Regions from separate parts of the Anser cygnoides genome. Here all the other regions are linked to region 2. Evidence: chromatin contacts called from public Hi-C data. All regions are on one chromosome and are shown on one strand. Each heading gives the region's core, a stretch centred on a gene start, on an enhancer-like site or on the middle of the called end of the contact. The rest is flanking DNA. Distances are from core to core; before and after follow the strand shown. Region 1 holds the start of CPB2 (carboxypeptidase B2). Region 2 has its middle 41 kb from the start of NUFIP1. Region 3 has its middle 33 kb from the start of CCDC122.

Evidence for each region. A called contact is a pair of places that touch in the nucleus more often than the background predicts.
Region 1: a contact with region 2 is called in a Hi-C map of liver, with 2.0 times the contacts expected there. The contact joins the promoter of CPB2 here to the enhancer-like site in region 2. A contact is called at or near these places in 2 of 7 Hi-C or Micro-C datasets (both in liver).
Region 3: a contact with region 2 is called in a Hi-C map of liver, with 3 times the contacts expected there. The contact joins two enhancer-like sites. A contact is called at or near these places in 3 of 7 Hi-C or Micro-C datasets (all in liver).

The regions. Positions count from the first base shown.
Region 1 is chr1:181,952,941-181,956,331 of Taihu_goose_T2T_genome, reverse strand. It overlaps CPB2 (carboxypeptidase B2), which reads left to right and starts at 2,098. Exons shown (of 11, transcript XM_013179591.3): 1 at 2,098-2,534. The coding sequence starts at 2,464.
Region 2 is chr1:181,500,907-181,504,411 of Taihu_goose_T2T_genome, reverse strand. No RefSeq gene overlaps it. Among named protein-coding and RNA genes, the nearest start is that of NUFIP1, 41 kb to the left of the region's middle. Within about 2 kb of position 1,686, at least 1 of the 3 cell types and tissues checked has open chromatin away from gene starts, as enhancers often do. A contact at or near this core is called in liver, where this site is marked.
Region 3 is chr1:181,130,156-181,133,468 of Taihu_goose_T2T_genome, reverse strand. No RefSeq gene overlaps it. Among named protein-coding and RNA genes, the nearest start is that of CCDC122, 33 kb to the right of the region's middle. Within about 2 kb of position 1,443, at least 1 of the 3 cell types and tissues checked has open chromatin away from gene starts, as enhancers often do. A contact at or near this core is called in liver, where this site is marked.

The DNA.
Region 1 (3,391 bases), core at 849-3,348, 450 kb before region 2:
CGCTTCATGGAGGTGATGGCTGGCTGGACAGGAACCTCATTTTAGGCACGCAGAGCTGAGCAGGATGGGTGCTGTTCTGGGGGTGGTGCTGCTGGCATGGGGCAGGGGCTTGTGGTGGGTATGGAGCTGCCATTTAATGACCCACGGCCGATGATCAGTGACGCTGGCTTTGAACACTGTCACGTCCTTGTTGCTGAGGCAGGCTGCACAAGTGGGGAAGGGTATTGTCTGTGTTGTTTAGATACTAAAGGAAGGAAAAAAAGCCAAAATGATCCAAATAAGCAACATCCAGCACATGCTTGAAAGGCAATGTTTTTGTGTCCTACCTTGAGCCAAAATACTTCAGAGGCTTTCAGACAAGCAAGAGTGGTGGGTATACAATTCTCTGCCATCTCTGTCAGTGACATCTCCCATTAGTTATTCTTTTAACTCTCATCCTACGTTTACCTTTCAGTTCACTGCATTTCAGCCTACGTAGTGCTTGAACCATCACAAGACTTGGGTTTGTCCTTCTCTCAGGGGTTCAGCTAGTGCCTTTAGTTTCCTCCAACATCTATTGCATAGGAGAAGCAACCAACATACGATAATGTCTGATGTTTACCATTTGTCCAAAATTTTCTTCTCAGAAATGATACGGGAATAGTATTCCCTTTTCCAGCTTAATTAACATTTTAAAATATGGGTGGAAATGATCCTTCTCTTTCATTTGTTACCAGCAACTCCACTCCATCATTTTTTTTTCAGTTTCTTCTGCTATACCTATCTTTGTAGATTCAATTTTTCTTTAAATTTGTATCTGTGCATCAGACATTTCCAGATGCAAGCACGACTGGATGGTCAAGTTTTGTCTCCTGTGTTTTATCCTCTGCCAGCACCTTCTTTTTGCCTACGTGAAGGAAGCACATCTGAACCGTCAGTTTAAAAATCAACCACTGTGGCAGAGCGCTGCCCACTTCCCGTGCCAGAAACAGCCTGTGTGACTTACCGAACTTCGTGTTTGTTTGAACAACATCTAGAAAAGATAAAGGAGGAACTGCAAAATCTAGGTAAGGTGCCAGTGGTTTAGCTTCCTGTGAGTCTTTTTTTTTTAGTTTCACTTTGGTGCCCAGTTTGTGCTTAACCCAATATTTATAGTTTGGAGATTTTCGGTGCTTGTGTATTTTCACAGAGATGTTCACCTCTGCTGACTTCAGCCATCTAAAACTTAGCTGTCTGACTTTTTAAGACATATCTGCCCTCCTAAATAAAAGAGAGTCAGGACTGATTTGGAGCTCTGAAGCCCCAGTTGCCTGCCTAACTGGAGCAATGGCTCTGATCTGGACCACTCCAGAGCTGTTTGAGAGGAGGCTGGTGGATGCAACCTAGTCCATCTTACCTAACCTTGTTCCTAGGCATTTTTTCATCCAGTTGTATAGCTATAACCTTAAGTCACAGTGTCAAACAATTTAGTTCCCCTGTTCAATCCCAGGTCTTGGCTCCCTGATGTCCCCACTGGATGTGTGTGGATTCACTCCCTGGTCCTCTCCTGGAAAGAAAACCCTCTGGAACAAAACCATGTCATCTTGCTGGGCACCATTCACCTGAAGAACATTTATATCAGACAGCATGGATGTGTCAAATTCATTCAGCTTTTGGCACGTCCTGTCCAGACAACCACATATAGAAACATGGGAGACAAATCTTGAGGCACGCAAAAATTAATAATAATGAGATAAAGAGTCACTAGTACTTTTCCTTGGAAAGCTAATTCAGTGTGGCATGTGGAAAGCACAAGCTGGATGTCAGAATGTCATAGAAAAGGGGATATGGAGCAACACAAGCAATCTGAAATCCTTGGATGGATCAAGTGTTAACCAAAGAGGTAGAGACCAACTGTGGGAGATGGAAGCCCAGTCAAGGTGCTCCATCTGGAACTAGAGGAACAGCTCTCCATAGCAAGAAGGCATCCATCTCACTTGCTCCTTGTTCTCTCTCTAGCAAATACCAGCAAAAGGATCTTTTCTGCTTAGGATTCTTCCATTTGGACTTCACAACCTCATTGCCACTCCTGTAACCAGTTTCATGCTCAGCTGTGATGTGCTATAGGAGTACTGAACGCAGAGCACACTGCTGGACCTCTGTAAATGTGACAGGATCACAAAACCATCGTGCTTGGTGTTCTTTCTTCTGTCTGTGGTTCATAGCCACAAGGAAATAAAACAAAGGCTCAAATGACAAAGTGACTTGTCAATATGAAAATGTCCAAAATGTACCTTATCCTTTCCGTGCTGGGTGACCTCAATATGAGCAGAACCTGCCCAGAGACTTCTGTCATATTGACTCAGCCACCACGAGCTTGGGGCTGAGGTGAGGGGCAGCATTAAATTTTAACCACTCTTTAAATAACATTTTTGAAATCAATAATGTGGGTCCCGAACCCTGGGCTTTCCAATTGCAGTGGGTTTCATTGTGGATGCTGTGAAGATGAAGTTTTACTTGCTCTTTTTTACCCTATTCATCTGGATTCAAGAGAAGTATGTCTTCACTCTTCCAAGGTAAAAACCTTCTGTGGCTACTGGGCTCTCGGTGTATGGTGAGTGGGACAGGGAAAATGTTGAGGTAAAGTAACTCCAAGTTGCATAGGAAAACATTTGGCAAAGGCTGACATTTATTTATTGCTCTTGTAATTGGGTCTGTGGTTCAATTTAATATATAGATGGTGGAGGAAATGAAATTATTCTAAGTCTTCTTTGCATCCATAAATCCTATGTTTTTAATCATATTAAAACTATTCTTTTCAGTCTAAGTGCAAATCAATTCTGTTCATTCAGTGCTTTCGAATGCCAATAAAGGGCATTCTGAAACTTAATGGGAAAAAATAATTTGCTTCGTCTGCCTTAAAACAAGACCTTAAATGAATTACTTCTTGAGGTAGAAAGAGAAACCATTTCAGAAAGTGCTAACAATCTGTTTTCTTTCTAAAGCAGCTTTTATGATTGTTTCTCCAGTCATAAGTCATTTTTGAATAACCATTTTGTATTTGTACAGTGTTTCAGAAGCAGCTTTATTGTTACCTATCGATAAACTTCAGAAATACCCTGCAACCAAATGCTTTGTTAAAACATGAGAACATATGTCAGAGAGGAAGACAGCCAAAGTGCTTTTATTTTCTATATGGGCAGCTGGCTTTAAAACCTTCAATGTCTTAATAGGTAGAACTAAAAAGATAATCCCCTCACGTGGGGATATTAAGCAAGCTGAACAACCTAGAGGAACCATGATTAAACACAACCTGCTCCCTGAACTCAAATACCTACACAAGTAACAGGGAACTGGGTCTCAGGGCCCTCTGTTACTCTGCACCCCTAGTCAGTAGCAGGACTGTGACAGGTCAATGCTTCTTAAGTTTATG
Region 2 (3,505 bases), core at 437-2,936:
AGCAAGAGGTTTTTGGTTTACAAGAGGGGCACAAACTGGAACACAATAGGTTCTGTTTAAACATCAAGAAGCGATTCTTTATTGTGCAGATGACTGAGCACTGGCCCAGGCTGCCCAGAGGGGCTGTAGGGTCTCCTCCTTGGTGATCTTCAAAAGCCACCTGGATGGGGTCCTGGGCACCCTGCGCTGGGGGACCCTGCTGGAGCAGGGCTTGGAGACGGGGGCCTCCAGAGCCCCCTGTCGGACTCAGCCATCTGTGATCCTGTGATTCTGAGATTAACGAGTCCAGGGAGAAGCAAACCAAGTCAGAAAGATGACTGAGTCCTCTGCTGGTTGGCTCTGAAGCTGGGAGCAGGTACTACCAAGCAGTGTCTGTGCATGGTGTGTTGTGTGCGCAACGCTTGTCAAGGCCTCTGGAGTTTGTGAGTGAGGACAGGGAAGGAACCAGGGAGGTTTTGCTCCACGAATAACTCAGTGGAAGAGCCCATGCTGTAAAATAAGGCTAAATGAAAAATTACAGGGTGAATTTGGCCTCATATTCATGCACAGATAATTTGTTGCTTGAACAGAGTTGGCTGAATATAAACAAGTCTACAATGCACCTCATTAATTGGAGCTATTTTTCCTGCAAGCCCCATGGAAATATGAAGTGGTTTTGCTTTGCAATTTGTGATATAGTTTGCTATTAGATGCGCTCAGTTTAATTGTGGCCATGCGTCTCATTCTGGAAGCTTTCACAGCCACTGCGTAAAAATAGCAGAGGCCAGCAGAAGCCAGCCCCCCAGCCCAGGTGTGCTCCTCCATTTGCTGCCTGCTGCTGGAGCAGATGGGTGTGTGGGGTGGACGGGTGGCCCTGAGAGGCGTTTTGGGACAAGTGGCTTTCTTCTTCCAGTAGCACCACATGGGGTAGGAGGTCTCTGGTTTTGACTGCATGGAAAGTCACGATGCCCTGCCTGACCTTCGTCCAGCTTGGGCTTTCCATCCGTAGTCACAGTGACAGACCCTACATCTCTGCTCAGGCGTACTGCCTAATATTAATCATATCTGACCGTTTTATGCACTAATCCCATGACCTCCCAACGATGAGATCATGCTGGGCTGCCATATATCAAACCCTCACATCAGCCTGTTGTTGACTTTGGCCATAGGGAGCCAGAACAATGAAACGAAAACATTTCCAACCTTGACATGCCGGGGCTTAAGACAGTGACTTAAAACATTTCCCCGTACCAGGGGGCACAAAGATTTCTCTTTAAATGTACTGTTTATTTTAATCCGCATGCTTCAGAGCGGGCAGAGACCTACGAGGGGGTAAAGGCCAAAGCTGATTAGGAGCCAGATGAGCTTGCCCAACTCAGAGATCTTTGTTTTGATCACAGGATAGAGTTGCCACATCCCCAGCCATAAAAGGCTGCTACTTGGCACAACCAAAATAGACCTGCACAGCCATCGAATTGTTGAGTTTGTTGATCACACTGTTGATCAGAAATCTGAATGCGAGCGATAAAGGGATCACCTAGTCTTTTCGAAGCACTCCAGTCTCGGTGCTGCATGTGGCCAAAAAGGGTGAACAGGAATGTGAGTTTGGGAACATGAAAATAGCCACCGAATATTTTAGCACAAGCTGGCACCTCTGTTTGCCCTTAGGGCCATGGCTAGTGCTGCTGTGCTGCGAGGAGCACACCTGAAGCAGCTTCAGGATGTTAAGGAACCCGCGACAGAGGATGAATTTGTGGCCTTACAGACTGCAGTGCGAGGGGCAGCTCTCATTCATGAGGGAAGCAACAACGCAGAGATATCTGAGGGAGAAGGTGCCCAGAGACCTTATCTGTACGAGTCAAAGGCACGCACAGCTCTGCGGTGATCTGTGAACTCAGTGACACTTGGCAGCGGGAAGCTTCACCAGCTCCTAATCCAGCTTTGGCACGGCGGACCCGTTGAGTAGTCTCTTGACCAAGACCTTCCGACCGCTGTCTCCGCACATGAGAGCAGCACGTCCTGGAGGACATCAGAGCAATCGCACAGCACATATTTCTCAAGGACACGCACTGTGATGACACATGTCACCCAGTGTCATCTGCGCCTGAAAAAATACGGCCTTCAAGTGTAAACACTTGGCAGGAACAACAGCACAGGCTCAAATTTAGACAGGAATAATTTATGCTGCGCAGACCCCAGCTTGCTGGAAGGGGGCATGCACTCTGGAAGGCAGGGAGGAAAATGTGTTGCTAATTTTGCTAGACAACTTCTTCCCTCCCCTCGTTTTCATTTTGCAGTTGCCAGCCTCCCTGGTTTCTCTTAAAATAGAAACATCTGAAGTTTGGCCTTGTGTAACTTGTGCTGGGGGCCTGCGGGGAGGAGGAGGGGACGAGTCCCCTCTGTGTGGTGTGTCGGTCAGCCTCTTGCAGAAGCTCTGCTGGCAGTTGCACCTCATCTCGCCACCTGCCTCCAGCATCTCACCCCCTTCCCGTTCCCCTTCTCCTGCCCCAGCTTCGGGCCAGTTTGAGGACTTCCCTGCCCTCGTCCCACCATCCCACAACGCTGCTGTCGGCAAGGTGTGGAGCTGCCGGCGACCACCACGTAATGGGGGACTACGTGGGACTGGGCAATGCTGGGGCACCCGGACCAGCAGCCCGAGGAGAAGCTCGAAGCGGCGGGCCAGAGGGGTATTTCACGGCGGTGGAAGCGTCTCAGCTCCAGCCGGGCTCTCCCTGCATTTCAATGAGCCCGTTATTGTTGCTGTTTGTTTGCAGTTAATCTCTCCACGCGGTATTAGCTTGGAGAGGCACGGCTCCGTCATGTTGCCATGCTACTGAGCTCAGCGAGCTAGCCGTGAGGCGGGGCCAGGCTGTGCCTCCAAATAGTTCAAGTGCTTTCCAATCCCCGAGCGATGACCCGTGTAATGACTGGGGTGCTCCTTAGTCCTCCCTCCCACTGGGAATCTCATTACCCCTCAGTATGGATGAGAAACTCAGTTTGATTTCTGCTTTTCTGGGGAGGATACGTAGAGAGAACCTGCAGGAGGGTCCATGGGACTTTTTTTTGCAAGGAGGGCTTATTTCCATCTTTATTTGGGGAAAATGCAGGGAACCCTCAGAGGTGTAGAGCCGTCAGTGGCGAAGCCCGTGGGTGCTATTTCAGAGCCCGGAGCGGCAGCGCAGCCTTCCCTGGGGTGACACTGTGCAGTTGTGCATCACGTAGGAGCTGCAGCCCATGGGACCATCTCCCCCACAGTCACACAGCAGCTCTGCCTGCCCCATCCCAGTGTCCCAGGGACACCCACAGGACAGTTCTCTGGAGGGGGCACCCTGTCCCGTAGGTGATCTGGGGGCTGCTGTTTCTCGGAAGGGGTTGCAATGCAGCCATGAGGTCATCAGGCTAAATTCTGTCCAAGCCACGTCCTATGTAATTTTCTAGTCCTTGTTGCCCTGCCAGCTTGAGAGTTGTCTGGTCTTCTAAAATCCTCAATTACAAAGCAATGGGAAATGTAACAGAGCATAGAAAA
Region 3 (3,313 bases), core at 194-2,693, 370 kb after region 2:
TGTTTCTTTCTTTTTGTTTATTTGCACGTTTGTTTGTTTGTTCTCTGAAAAAAAGAAAGAAAGAAAAAAAAAAGAAAATAAAATTGAGACATGAGTTAGCAAAAAAGGGAAGACTGGGCCATAAAGTAGTTTTGGAAGGCAAAAATTCAAATGCTCCCCACTGTTGTTTATAGTGAAACCTTCGCTCCTGGTCAGACATCAGAAAAACATGCAGGGCACAAGGCTTTGTTCAAAGTCCAAACAATGTGAAAATAAAAGAAAGATTCTCATTGATTTTAATGGGCAGCTTGCCAATTTGGCTGTGGGTTGTGTGGGCAGCAGTTACTGGTTTTAGGCTCATGGGGTAACAACTAAAGGTGGCAAAGGTGTGACAGCAGAGCCTTCAGCAAGGGGGACAACCTAAGTCAATCAGACATGCCCAAGTCCATGAGACAAGATTGGCTTCATCAGATGGTGCTGAGAGAGCTGTGAGGACACTGTTGAGAGGTCCTGGCAATCAGCAGAGGTTTCTGATGATGGGGAAAAGGTAAATGTCACAGTGTTCTTGAAGAAAGGCGGAAAGGAGGATCCAGGGAATTACAAGCTTCTCAGTCTCACCTTTCAGTCCCTGGAAAGGTTATAGAGAAGATCCTCCAGGAAGCCATTTCCAGGCTCACAAAGGACAAAAGAGTGATTTGGAACAGAGGACAAGAGAGTGATTTGGAGCAGATATTTACCAAGGTCAAATCATGCTCTACCCACCTGTTTTTCCTCTGTGATGATTGTCTCAGCGGACAAGGGCAGAGCAACAGGTGCTGACTTCAGGATGACTTTTGACACAGTGTCCTTACAACCAAATGGGTCAGATATTGACTGCAGGAGTGGACAGTAAGGTGGGCTAAAATCTGGCTGAACCTTTGGGTTCGAAGGTTTGTGAAGAGCAGTACAAATGGTGTTCCTCTGGGCTAGACACCAGGGAGAGCATTGCTAAATGTCAGTGACCTGAGTGGTAGGACAGAGTGCATTCTCAGCAAGTTCATGGATGGTACCAAATCAGGGGGAGCAGGTGATAAGCTAGGGCAGGACTGCTGTTCAGAAGAAGAACAGCAGGCTGAAGGAATGAGCTGACAAGAGCCACAAAGCTCAGCAAAGAGAAGTGCGATATCCTGCATCTGGGACAGGGGAATTACTCCTTGCACAAGTATAGGCTGCAGGTTTATTTTATAGAAAGCAACTTTGGGAAAAATGTAAGGGTGATTTGTTGGAGAGTAGGCTGAATGTGAGCCAACGCTGTGCGCTTTCTGCAGGACGGGCAGCCAGACACTGGGCTCTATTAGCAATACAGGAGGCAGCAAGTCAAGGGTAGAGTTCACAGCCTGGTGAGACTAGAGGGTAGTCTCCATTCTTTTGCTGGAAAAAAGAAAAAAAGTTGTGAAATCAGTTAGCAAAAAAGATAAGTTGCTCACTAGTGTGAGCCCAGAGGAGAACCATCAAATGGTCAAGGTGCTGAAGCACATGGCATGGGAGAAGAGGCTGGGGTTTGTTGAAGGGAAGTGACTGTTCTGTTGACCCCAGCTACCTAAGGGGAAGGTACAGAGAAGACATCCTTTCAGAGCTGCACAAAAATAGAAAAGTTATGCTATCTCCATCTTTGGAGACACTCAGTCCTTAAGTGGACACAGCTCGGAGCAACATGACGTAGCTTGTGCTGCTTGGAGCAGCGGGTTGGACTAGATGACATGGTGAGGTCACTTTCAGCCTAAATTATCCTATGATTGTGCAATTACAAATGAGCCGAATGACTTGCATTGGACCAAGGAAGGTCTCTTGAGAAGATAGCTAGTCCTAATCTGAAAATTTAAGAAGACAGAAAATCTATTTCTACTGCTACTATGCGGTTTCAGCCAGCAGTATTAGAAGTGAACTCTTCCTCCCCTCTCAAATTGCCTTCTCAGCTGTGATATGTGAATAAAACAATGACTGTGCAGAAACCAGAGATAACCAATTTAATTTTATTTACAGTAACCCCCAGCCAAAAAGCAGATGTTCATTTTAGTGTGTTTTATTAGACACTCTCCCTGTTCTCTCAACAACTTCCACCGCTTGTCATTGCTTCCTGGGAGGGTCCTCAGGACATGTCCACCTTTTTATGAAGTGCTGGTACAACCCCTAATACAGCTTCAGCTGGGATCTTCAGCCATGCTAGCAACACAAAAACAAAACTAAACAAAATCCTAAGAAAAACGCACACAAAGGACTTTTCCTCCCCCTGTAATTTTGGGCAGACAGATAGGTCATTCCCTAAGCCTGTATCTTCAGCTAGGAGGAAGCCCCTGAGAAGCAGGACATGAGGGCAGAAGGGGCAAATGTATCACGGACATTACCAGCGAACTGCTCGGGTGTGGGAGGTGACTCCACGCCTTCCCCATGGTGAGCAGGAGCGTGAGGAAGGCAGGGGACACAGCTGGCTGTCACTTCCCAATGCTTGCACTGGGATCCCCACACAAGTGAGGCTTTTGCAGGCAATTACTGCTTTCATATCACCACCGTGGCATGCAAGCGCTTTGGTCCTTGCTCGCATGTTGCTCAGACCACACAGGAGAAAAAAAGGCAGCTGTTTTCCTAAACAAAGCACTGTGGGGCTGCAGCTATGCTGTTCATCCAGGCTGTGTGACCTTTCTTTCTCCCCCAGCAAGCCCTGACAGCGTAGGGGTGCCCATAGGTACAGTGCTTTTCGGAGACGGTGTGGTGTGTCACCAGGTGGGTGTCCCAGCTGGGCAGTCACCTCGAGGCTGCTCAACACTCCAGAAGAGGCTTCGTTTTGCTTTTCTGACGGTGAAGAACAAGGAGAGGAGCTGGTGGGGCTTCTGCCACAGAAAGGGGAGGGTGGGGTGCAGGATGCAGGATGTCCCGCAGTGGGACACCTGGCTCTGCAGCCTTAGCAAAGTGGTGGCGGGCCATTTCGCAGGTCTATCTACTCAGCCGCTGCCTAATTTGCCTGTGCCCTACAATGACTGCAGAAGAAAATGCCTGGGACCGAGAGGGAAAGCATCCAAACCCGAGCTGACACAGCTCATTTAGGCTTGGCAGGACTACTGTCAAGGAGCAGCCTTTCTGAATTCAATGCCAGTGAGAGGATGGGACTGGCAAAAGGACTCTCTGTTGCCTGTATTTCTTTCAGATAAAAAAAAAAAAAAAAAAAACTTGTTTGTTGTGCCACCAGTCTTTGAGTAAGGGCTTTTGTGGGACGAAGGGTAGTGCTATGAGAATTTTACTCTGGTCTGGGGAGGAAAGGAAAAACAGGCCACAGTATTATTTATTTTTTCCTTAAAAC